2 separate regions of the Mus musculus genome follow, and region 2 is linked to region 1. The links are chromatin contacts, called in public Hi-C maps. All regions are on one chromosome and are shown on one strand. Each heading gives the region's core, a stretch centred on a gene start, on an enhancer-like site or on the middle of the called end of the contact. The rest is flanking DNA. Distances are from core to core; before and after follow the strand shown.

Region 1 (5,826 bases), core at 1,650-4,149:
TTTCCTCTCCCCAGGCTCCAAAGGGGACTCATTTCTCAATTGTTTATTCATGGTTTTAAAACATAAACATAAAGAAAAAAATCCATGAATTCATGGCAATCTCCTTGACTTTTCAGGGGAAGTTACATCAGTCAGTTTAGGAAATTACCATTGTAGTCACTGTGACAGAAAGTCGGATGTAAAGAACTTATGAGCAGAAGTTTGCTCAGCCTCATAGTTTATGATGGGTCACTCCACCATGGGGGAGAGCGGGTGACACATTATGATGGTATGGTCTCAAAGAGAAGTACAGTACTCCCACTCTGCTGGAGTCCTCCCATTCTGCTGGAGTCTTCCCACTCTGCTGGGGTGCTCCCACTCTGCTGGAGTGCTCCCACTCTGATGGGTTTCTTCTTTTTTCACTTCTGTTCAATGTACAGCCTCCCACCCAGTTGATTTGGCCTAGAAACATCTTCAAAGACATACAAGTAAGTGTGCCTTATCAATATTCTGGGAGATTCTAAGTTGCCAATGAGATTAAATGTGACAGATTTTTATACATCTTATTAAAGATCCATATGACAAAAATTACAAACTGTTCCATTGTTCAGATGCAATGAGCCCACTGATTTAACATGGAAAATAAACTAAGAGGCTGAAGAATTTATATAAAACTCAATAACACATGTTTGACAAAACTGATCGAATGTATCAGAGTACAATACCTGTATGTGTAAAATTTGGTGAAACAAACTTGAATATAATTTGTCCTTTAGTTTTGCCAGGTCACAAAACACTTATGTATTTGGGGTCACTTGTCAGGCTATATGCGAGTTTTAATGAATATACAGATAAGAAAAATATTATCCTTGTTGAAGAGGCAGGCTTTGTTTTCCCCCAAAGGTCTTTCCACCAATAAATGGTGTCACCTTGCTGACCAAGCTTCTGCCACATAGACCTCTGAGGGAAACTCAAGCCCTTCTAGCACCACAGGCATGGCGGCCTCCCAGATCCTGCTGTGGATCTACCAAATCACAGCCTCTGTTTATGAGTTCTTATAATTTATATGCCATTAAACTTTGAGAAGTTTGAAATTAAATACCCTTCAGAATTACCAGGTCCCCAGGGCTCTGATCCCCCGTGTACACATGGCACACAGATATACATACAACTAAACCACCTATCCACACAAAATAAAAAAAAAGTAAAGAAAAAATTTATTTGAAATCTCAGTATATTAGTGTTGATCTGTCAATATAAACTTTTTTTTTTTTTTGGTTTGACAGAGATATGTGTACTTTGTAGGTCTTGATCACTGACACTAATAATTAATGCTATTCTGTTTTAAGGAATAAGAGCTGATCTGAGAGAACATTGTACCATTTTATTTTTCTGTGTGTGTGCCAATGGGAAGTGTATACAAATCCCCAATGAATGACTGTTATTAATTATTGTCCATGATTCTTAGAGTAATTATTCACAGACATTATTGGCATATATGAGTAATTCACATTTGTATTACAAACATATTACAGGCATTACATGACAATAATTACAGTCATTATTCATTATTTCTGTCATGTCACTTTGTAACCTTTATCAATTTTACTGTCATGGAAGATGTATGCCTTAGATGTCATAGTTTTCCAATGTTGTTTAAGTCTCTCAATGTCCTGAAAAGCTCCTTTCTATATTCTTATTTCTATATTCTTTATTAAACATCTTTATAAAGATTGGATGCTGCTAAAGCCATTTGTTCAATTAGGCCTACTTCTCTCTCTGTTGTGATTAGCTACCCACTCTTATTTTTCTACCCATCCTTTGGTTATTCTCTCTTGATGTCTGAGATTTCTAACAGCTTTAAGAAGAGAGAGGTCTTAACTCCACTACTGTACTAATTAATTTTGTACTAGGTATTAGAGAGATCCCCAGCCTCTGGCTCATTCATTTTTTGAGAACACAGACAATTTACTGGAGTAGGTTCACAATGACTATATTGTAATGGCGAACAATAAGCAAACGCTGAAACACAGTGCAAATCTCTGTAAATCACTGTGACACTTCAGCAGAAAGTCACCTCCTCGGGGCTACTTCAGCGTGAAGTAAGGTAAGTACTAATGAGTCACAGGGGCCATGCTCCTTTGTTCTCAAGTGTCACATGCTGTGGCAAGATTATACCAATTATTGATTAGTGTGAAGGGGTTGCAGTCTCTGTAGGTACCCCCATACACATATTACTTTTTTTTACACTCGTATATACCATTTTTTCCGTGGTGACTATAACAGAAGATTAGTTAGAAGTTTCTATTACCTCATCACACATTTTTTGTTGTAGTGAGAAAAGTGAAGAAGCAATGAGGAGAGTGTGTAACTTGAGACAAGAGTCAGTTCTCCGGAGGATGGAAGCTATAGTTGAAGGTTAAATCAGGTCTTACAATAAACAATCTTAAGCTGCTTGACTCCCCCACTCTGAGTGAGTTTGAGGGTACCTGAGGCTAAAAGAAGAAGTTCATGGTGACTCTGAGATCATATTTGTTAGGTCAGCATGGATTTCTGTACAACCTTGGGATAGTTGCTTATACATCAGGAATATTTCTTGTAGTGTAAACCAGGGGACCACAACGCTGATATCATGAGGATCACGGGTCCTCAGTGCTTGTCTATCACACTCTCAGAGGTTTATAAATGGGAGGAAAAGGTAGGCGTTTCTGAATGGCATTACTTTCCGAGATCAAAAGGAAAATGATTGAAATATTAATGAAAGGATTCAGTCTACAGTCCCTTTCCTTCATACTTTCTAAATCTCCTGTGACTTTCCATTCGTTTTTACTCAAACCTCTTTCACTATGGTTACTCAGTGTTTCTGCTGGGAGTCTTACCAGTCTGGGGAATACACTTTGTAACTTGTACATTCCATTGTTCTGCAGCAGTAAGATGATTATCAGAGTCCTAACATGAAGGTCAAGCAGTCAGAGAGACTGGAGCATAAAACATTTCCTTCTACCGTTAAAAGAAAATAATTATTTATTTTGAAAAGAAAAAAATAGAAGGTGTTCTCTGCTCCCCTTCCCTGTTCGAATCTTAATTCAATATGAGCTTTCAAGTTTTTTACTTTTGGCATTGCAGTTACAAACAGCAAGGGCAGCTTTAAATTTAGCATAAAAAATGCTTCTGTTTTCCGACTTTTGCTGAAACGAGCCCTTTCCGACATCTGTAGGTCAGCCCTTATTGGTGAACTGATGGCCGCGCAAGCACCTGCTCTTTGGAAAGAGCTCAACGTTATGTCGAAATAAGTCAAGCAGCAAAGGTTGGATGAGAACGTGAGCCCTGGCGTGTGCCCCAGGCAGGAATTCTATGGAATCTGAGAAGCAGGTCTTCGGGGAGAAGGAGAACATTTAGTTCCTGCCCAGTCATCCTCTCCAGCGCTGCTCAGGAGAACACTGGTCAAAGTCAGCTGTGCTCAGGTGATGGAAAACAGCAGTAGACTAGGGGGAGCCTTGTCAAATAAATAGAGGTGACAGTAAGGTCGTTCCCCTCTCCTCCTCAGCACCTAGCCATCCCGTGCAATGTCTAGAGTTGGAGCTATTTTCTTGGGACCTTGGCAGGGGCCAATTTAAACTAACCATTTAGTTATAGCAAAATCAAAATGTGGAAAATAGCTAGAACCTTGGAACCTTTACCAGTATAGACCTAGCTAGCACGAGAGAGTGTTTCAAGGGCATATGCTAAACATATTTTAAACCTTTATATGTTAACAGTGACTTTTTAAAAATGTTAACTACATAAACTGAAGTGGTCCTTTGGGTTGGGGGCAGAGTGGGACGAAGTATATTTAATTTCCCTCGTCTTTTATAAATGCTCTTCTCTACTTAGAGAGAAGTGTCACTAAGCAACTGTTTGCCTCATTTTAGTAAACAGATTCTCCTCTTACATAATATATCCTGATTACAGTTTCTTCTCCTTCTACTCTCCCCCAGTTCCTTCTCACCTCTTCTCCCATCTAAATCCAATCCCTTTCTGTCTATCTGTAGGGAGAAAAATATTTCTTTCTTTTTTTTAATTACATATTTTCCTCAATTACATTTCCAATGCTATCCCAAAAGTCCCCAATACCCTCCCCCCCACTTCCCTACCCACCCATTACCATTTTTTTTTTTTGGCCCTGGCGTTCCCCTGTACTGGGGCATATACAGTTTGCGTGTCCAATGGGCCTCTCTTTCCAGTGATGGCCAACTAGGCCATCTTTTGATACATATGCAGCTAGAGTCAAGAGCTCCGGGGTACTGGTTAGTTAATAATGTTGTTCCACCGATAGGGTTGCAGATCCCTTTAGCTCCTTGGCTACTTTCTCTAGCTCCTCCATTGGGAGCCCTGTGATCCATCCATTAGCTGACTGTGAGCATCCACTTCTGTGTTTGCTAGGCCCCGGCATAGTCTCACAAGAGACAGCTACATCTGGGTCCTTTCGATAAAATCTTGCTAGTGTATGCAATGGTGTCAGCATTTGGAAGCTGATTATGGGGTGGATCCCTGGATATGGCAGTCTCTACATGGTCCATCCTTTTGTCTCAGCTCCAAACTTTGTCTCTGTAACTCCTTCCATGGGTGTTTTGTTCCCACTTCTAAGGAGGGGCATAGTGTCCACACTTCAGTCTTCATTCTTCTTGAGTTTCATGTGTTTAGCAAATTGTATCTTATATCTTGGGTATCCTAGGTTTTGGGCTAATATCCACTTATCAGTGAGTACATATTGTGTGAGTTCCTTTGTGAATGTGTTACCTCACTCAGGATGATGCCCTCCAGGTTCATCCATTTGCCTAGGAATTTCATAAATTCATGCTTTTTAATAGCTGAGTAGTACTCCATTGTATAGATGTACCACATTTTCTGTATCCATTCCTCTGTTGAGAGGCATCTGGGTTCTTTCCAGCTTCTGGATATTATAAATAAGGCTGCTATGAACATAGTGGAGCATGTGTCCTTCTTACCGGTTGGGACATCTTCTGGATATATGCCCAGGAGAGGTATTGCTGGATTCTCAGGTAGTACTATGTCCAATTTTCTGAGGAACCACCAGACTGATTTCCAGAGTGGTTGTACAAGCCTGCAATCCCACCAACAATGGAGGAGTGTTCCTCTTTCTCCACATCCTCGCCAGCACCTGCTGTCACCTGAATTTTTGATCTTAGCCATTCTGACTGGTATGAGGTGAAATCTCAGGGTTGTTTTGATTTGCATTTCCCTGTTGATTAAAGATGTTGAACATTTTTTCAGGTGCTTCTCTGCCATTCAGTATTCCTCAGGTGAGAATTCTTTGTTCAGTTCTGAGCCCCATTTTTTAATGGGGTTATTTGATTTTCTGAAGTCCACCTTCTTGAGTTCTTTATATATGTTGGATATTAGTCCCCTATCTGATTTAGGATAGGTAAAGATCCTTTCCCAATCTGTTGATGGTCTTTTTGTCTTATTGACGGTGTCTTTTGCCTTGCAGAACCTTTGGAGTTTCATGAGGTCCCAGTTGTCAATTCTCGATCTTACAGCACAAGCCATTGCTGTTCTGTTCAGGAATTTTTCCCCTGTGCCCATATCTTCAAGGCTTGAATGGTTTATTTTATCTTTTATTTTTTAACTTTTTATTGATTCTTTGCAAATTTCACATCATGCATCCTAGTCTCTCTCATCTTTCCATCCCTCTATATTAGTCCTTATCCCTTGCAACTAAAAGATCCTGGCAGAATGTAAAAGGACACAGAAGCCCTGAAATTGGCAAGATAGACGTCAGTGTTAGCAGAACTAGCTTCACTGATTTAGAAAAATAGAGGTGCACAATGCTCTGGCCACTCCTTG
Region 2 (5,826 bases), core at 1,757-4,256, 170 kb before region 1:
CACTTGATGTAAATGAAAAAATTCACATTATTAATGTGATGAGTCAAATCAATGTTTCTTTCTGTCCTTTTAAGTCAGGAAATGAGAAGAAGTCTGGTTTATCAGGTCAGCATGTGTGTTTTTTATAGTGAAGAAACACATAAAAGATTTATGGCAATAGATCACTAATTTAAATGAAAGTACCTAATATATATGAATTCTTTCTCTAGATCTTAATTTGGATTTTTAGTTAGCAAACCAAAGCCTATTATGTAATTCAGGAAAAATACTCAGGTATCAAGGTACAAAGCCATTTGATATGACCACATCTTGTATGAAAGATTAATATTATCAAATTATAATCTAATTAGGCCTCCTTATGGACCAAAATTAGGTTCTAGGGAGCAGAGAAAAGAAATAAGCTCTAAATTCTATAACTTCCACCTGAACTTTTTTAAATAAAAAAGGAAATTATTAAAATGAGAAGAAAAACAAATATCATGAATATTTTTATTTATAGAACAGAACTAAATTTCAATATAAAGTTGCTTCTGGAAGATTAAAATATGATTCTGTAGCTTTTAGAAGCACCATCCAAGACTGTAATTATAACTTATATGGAAAATAAGACTTTCCATATACATTTAATGTATTTTAAGTGAGGAAGAAAATGGCTTCTGTCTTATCAGCTAAAGATCCATAGAACCAAAGTGATGTTATTACAGAAATGTATTTGCATGCTAATGCACAAGGGGAAAAGAGGGCAAAGTGCATAGAAGATATTTTTATTTGATCTTATTCTATTACACTTTAGATTACATGATATGAAATCTGAGTAAAACAATCCCCAGAGCATGATCTGGTTTAAAGTCGGTTTGGCATGATTTTAGCAATTTGATAGTCTGCATGTAATACATCAGAGTGCATTTCCATCAGTATGGAGATTCTTTTTGCTGTTGTATAGGGATTCCTACTATATAAATCTCACCATGTACAGAACAACAGCAAAAGTCCCCCAAAGAAACAAACAAAAATCAACCCCCCAAAACCCCAAAAAACAAAACAGTCGCATTAATACTGTTTCTCTCTCTCTCTCTCTCTCTCTCTCTCTCTCTCTCTCTCTCTCCCCCCTCTCTCTCTCTTTCTCACACACACACACACACACACACACACACACACACACACACACACACGAGCACTAGAAATGGTGGCATGCTGTATAATATCTAGGGATGATATGTATATTATCTTTATGTAAAAATTTCTTTGTAATTATAATCCAAAAGACCAAAGGCTATTAACATTTAACTACTGCGTATCCAACCTTGCTTTCTTTTGAAAAGCAGTCTTACATAAATGCTATCAGACCTGTAAAATTCTCAATTTACTCTTTATATAAACATCTCATATGTTTAAAAGTTAGTTGGGTATCTTTTATTTTTCCATTGACATCATCCTTTCCCAACAAATAGATTTGGCCCAAAGGAATTAATTCTTAAACAATAATTATAATTTATTTAACCAATGCTTATGTCAAAACCATAGCTTATTTAAAAACCACCACTCGTACTTTCTCTTCAGAATCTTCTCCTTTCCACAATACATGAAATTCTTACAGTGCTTTGTTTTATTGCTTTATTAATTTGGGGATTCTCTCCAACAAAAATGAAAAAAAAACCATTTCTTGCTAAATTCTCACACTTATTATGAATTGGTTATCTTTGCTCAAGATTAAGGGTCAAGGCAAGCTGTAGTTTCACCCCTCCCCCACCCCGTTCCCAGCTACTCTGACTTCGCAGCAGAAATTGGCACTAGAATCTGCAGATCTGTTCCTGACCACCAAGGGGCAGGAATGTATTTCTACCCCTTCCTTATCGTCTAGAAAAGAGAAGTTAGAAATCACACAACCAACTCAGTGGTGGAGGTGGGGAATCTGACGAAGGGTCTTGCACATCGACATTTCCTTTTAAGACCTATTAAGGAAAGGAGGATTATAGAAATATATGACTGATTTAAGATGATAGGGATTTTCTCTTTAGACACCCTACCACCACCACCAAACACACACACACACACACACACACACACACACACACACACACACACACACTTTTTCTCTTGACGCAATTTGGAAATATGTTCTCTCTCGCCTTTCTTAGTAGGTAAGCCTTTACTTTCTCCCACAAAACCTCTTTTATGAAACACAAGAATAGGTATGTCTTAGGCTTGAAGGGTCCTGCTCAAACTCAAGCCTACCAATCCAGCCTTCTTTCGCGCCTGCAGAAGCTCCTGGATCAAGTTCTGCAGCTCCTTTCCTTCCAGGTAACCACTTCCTGAAAAGACAAAGAGACACCCAGGTGTCAGATGTCTCTTTCTAAGTTTCTTCTCGGTTCTTTCCAGGACAACCGTCCTGGGAGGCTATGTACAGCCTGAGCACCGATTAATCAGCAATGAGCCGCCGCAGCGCTTAGCTTCCTAGGTGTAAAACTTCAACCGCATAAAGGGCATAGGAGGGTAGCAGGGGTGCTGGGGATGGTGTTTGAAACTTTTGGGGACAGGGTTTCCCAATCTTTGCTTCTGTCCTACCGTTACCGTTCCTAGAAAGGTGAACGCTTACAGCACGGGGATGGCGTACACTCAGTGTAAACTTCCAGGATGATGGGTAGGCAGTCAGGGGGAGACGAGATTAGACAGGGTGAAGGAAGACGGAAAAGAACAGAAAAGGATGGTTGGGATGAACAAGCACAGTCGAAGGGAAGAGCAGGGAAGGAATGGGGACGGGTCTTGCAAGGGTTAAAAAAGAAAATAATCACCGTCAGCGTCGAAATGAAGCCAGATCTCAAAAAACTGTGAGGCTGTGATCAGAGATGACTGCAGGTGGGATTCTGCCATCGTGGTGCAGCGGCTAGTTTGAGAGTGCGCGGAGCGCGAACCTCGGGCGAGAGGGCTGCGCAGGCTGAGCTGGGCGCGGCGCGGCGGGGCGCTGTCCGCGGTGCTGCTCCGTTCGGGCGTCCTCCGGAGTTCTCCGCACCCCGCACCCAGTTCTCTGTATTTATCCCGCCGGCCCCAGGCCGGGCCACGCCTCCTCCTGCCTCCTTTTCCTAGCTCCCGCCTCTTGCTCTCACCAACCTTCTTCCCCTCCCCTCCGATTTCTCTCTTCCCAGGAAATAGCTGGAGCTGGAGTTTTGGAGTCTAGGAAGCAGCAGGTGGTGGGGATCCCTTGCTCAGACTCATTTCTCCTCACATCCCCCAGGTTCAGGGAGGCTTTCACTCCTGAATGTTAGAGTAAAGCAACATACCTAGAATTGTTTGATTTTTTTTCAGATGGAAGGGAAAGCTGACTGATAAACCACGTCAGTGGAGATTTTGTCTACTTAGTATTTATCGAGGCAGTTGAGTATTTGAACAAAATCAGATGTCAAGTGTTAGTTTAATTTGATTAATGCATACGTTGCTGTGGTTAATTGTAACAATGCTTCATATTGCGCTAATGGAGACCATCACGTGGCTGTTTAAGATGTGAGCTATGCTTAGAGACAGCAGAATGCAGGAGTCTGCTGCTCTTGCTGTTGTTACTTTTTGAGCTTGAAGCAGAATTATTGGAATGTAGTAGAATTAACTTATAAGAATTTAAGATGTTAGGAAGGAAGTGATTTTATCGATGCCATTAGTTACTTGCATCTTACAAAGTAGAAACTGAAAGAAATGTCACCAGGCTAACCAGTGACTCCGTAGCAGCCCCACTCACTGATTTTACAGCTGCGCTGCTTCTATCTCTAGGTGAGGGATTTTTTTCCAGAAACTGGAAATCATTAGAGGTGGGAAAAATATCCGGCTACATGTTACAATTGGTATTTTAATATGACAAATACTGTATTTAGGTTTTCTTTTACGTAAGTATTTCTAAGTTATCTAATTGTCCATCTTTTGAGACCTTATGGTCTGCTGAAAATGAACCCTATGTGTCTGGTTACAGTAACACAAAAGCAAACCAGTGTGGTATAAACTTTCAAAACGAGCTCATGAAGCGCCACAGGTTTCACGTGTGTCATAGAATATGGAATTCACCACATTTGTGTTTCCTCCAATAGTGGGATTGTGAGGCAACCAATTGTCTTCTCCAGACAAGTCCTGCAGCCATGATACTCTAAAGTTTTCATGGATGTAAGTTTTGACTTTCATCACCTTATCTGATTCTCACACAAATCTCAGACTGATATTATACACAAAGCAAGCCAAACTCTGAGAGGATAACAAGGATATTGTTTTTACTTAAAAAGATTATGTGCATGCCCAGTTGTTTATATTTTCATCCATTCAGTGAACACTTATCAACAGCTTTTGGGTCAGGTACTTTGCTAGGTCCTGCAAGTAGTGCAATAAAACGTATTAACCTTACCTTCTGTGGCTTACAAAGGTAAAGGGGCATTTGACCCAATACACGTCAGTTACTTTTGTTCATATACCTCTTAATTTCCAGGGAAAACTGAATCTCAGCCTACCCAAGTCACATCCTCATACAAAAGTTTGTTCCTCGGTAGACACTTCCTCCATTAGCCCATGTTTACATAACATAGTTTTCCATCCTAATTGTAGACATTCCATCTTTTTTAGTGTTCTACTGTGACAAACAGCTGCAACAAATATCTTCAGATATTTATTTTAGATATACATTTTTTCCTGGTCATAGGGGTACTATTGTTAGTACAAAAGCATATATAATTTAAAATTTAAAGAACATTTCTAGATTAGTTCTTTTAGTTTGTATCAACTCAGATTAACAAGCTGTAAACATGGCATCCTCAACATCTTTGAATGTTATAGTCTTCAATTTCTTCAATTTACATTTTGATTTTCTTTTTTTTTTCATTTTGATTTTCTAAGGTAATATTTTTTCCTGGATAATTTTTTTTAGCAGAAGAAATGTAACTTCATAAAATACATTTTTCTCTTAAATAACTATTAGTCTTAGACTCTCATTTAAAATCAACATCTCTTTTTAGACATTTTTGGTGTCACTTCAAAATTAAATTGAGTTTAAGGACACTAAACAAGTGTGTGTTTCAGTTCTACAGCTCTGAAGTAACTTAAGAACTATTTCTGCCTTTTGCCTGCCGAATTTTTCAGTTCATTAACCAAGATTGGGAGGGTGTTATTTTTCAAATATTCAGGAACCTCTCTCACCTTCTAGGATTCTGGAAGAAGTACACACCCTTTGAATACTGTGATTGTTCCATAAGATTAAACTTTCCAAAAGCATTGCAAAGCACTCTTATGACTTGCCTCTTAGGCCTCATTACACAGCATTCAGGTGAACAGGTTCACGATCCCACGTGTCATAAGAGGAGAAAAAAAATCTCCAGCACAATTAAACTCTTTCCCATTTCATGTTACTGAATTATTGCATCTGTATTTAGACTTAGGCCCTACTGGCATGTACTGGCTAGTTTTGTGTCAACTTGACACAGCTGGAGTTATCACAGAGAAAGGAGCTTCAGTTGGGGAAATGCCTCCATGAGATCCAGCTGTAAGGCATTTTCTCAATTAGTGATCAAGGGGGAAAGGCCCCTTGTGGGTGGGACCATCTCTGGGCTGGTAATCTTGGTTCTATAAGAGAGCAGGCTAAGCAAGCCAGGGGAGGCAAGCCAGTAAGGAACATCCCTCCATGGCCTCTGCATCAGCTCCTGCTTCCTGACCTGCTTGAGTTCCAGTCCTGACTTCCTTGGTGATGAACAGCAGTCTGGAAGTGTAAGCCAAATAAACCCTTTCCTCCCCAACTTGCTTCTTGGTCATGATGTTTGTCCAGGAATAAACACCCTGACTAAGACATGGCAGTTCAAATCACTA

What was found. Hi-C and Micro-C count contacts between places; a contact is called where the count stands out from the background.
Region 2: a Hi-C map of uterus shows a contact between it and region 1, with 2.2 times the contacts expected there. The contact joins the promoter of Calb1 here to the enhancer-like site in region 1. A contact is called at or near these places in 1 of 39 promoter capture datasets (liver) and 1 of 484 Hi-C or Micro-C datasets (uterus).

Annotation. Positions count from the first base shown.
Region 1 is chr4:15,711,339-15,717,164 of GRCm38.p6, reverse strand. No RefSeq gene overlaps it. Among named protein-coding and RNA genes, the nearest start is that of Calb1, 170 kb to the left of the region's middle. Within about 2 kb of position 2,899, at least 1 of the 459 cell types and tissues checked has an H3K27ac peak or open chromatin away from gene starts, as enhancers often do. A contact at or near this core is called in uterus, where this site is marked.
Region 2 is chr4:15,878,444-15,884,269 of GRCm38.p6, reverse strand. Calb1 (calbindin 1) reads right to left here and starts at 3,006. Exons shown (of 11, transcript NM_009788.4): 1 at 2,793-3,006; 2 at 2,236-2,312. The coding sequence starts at 2,871.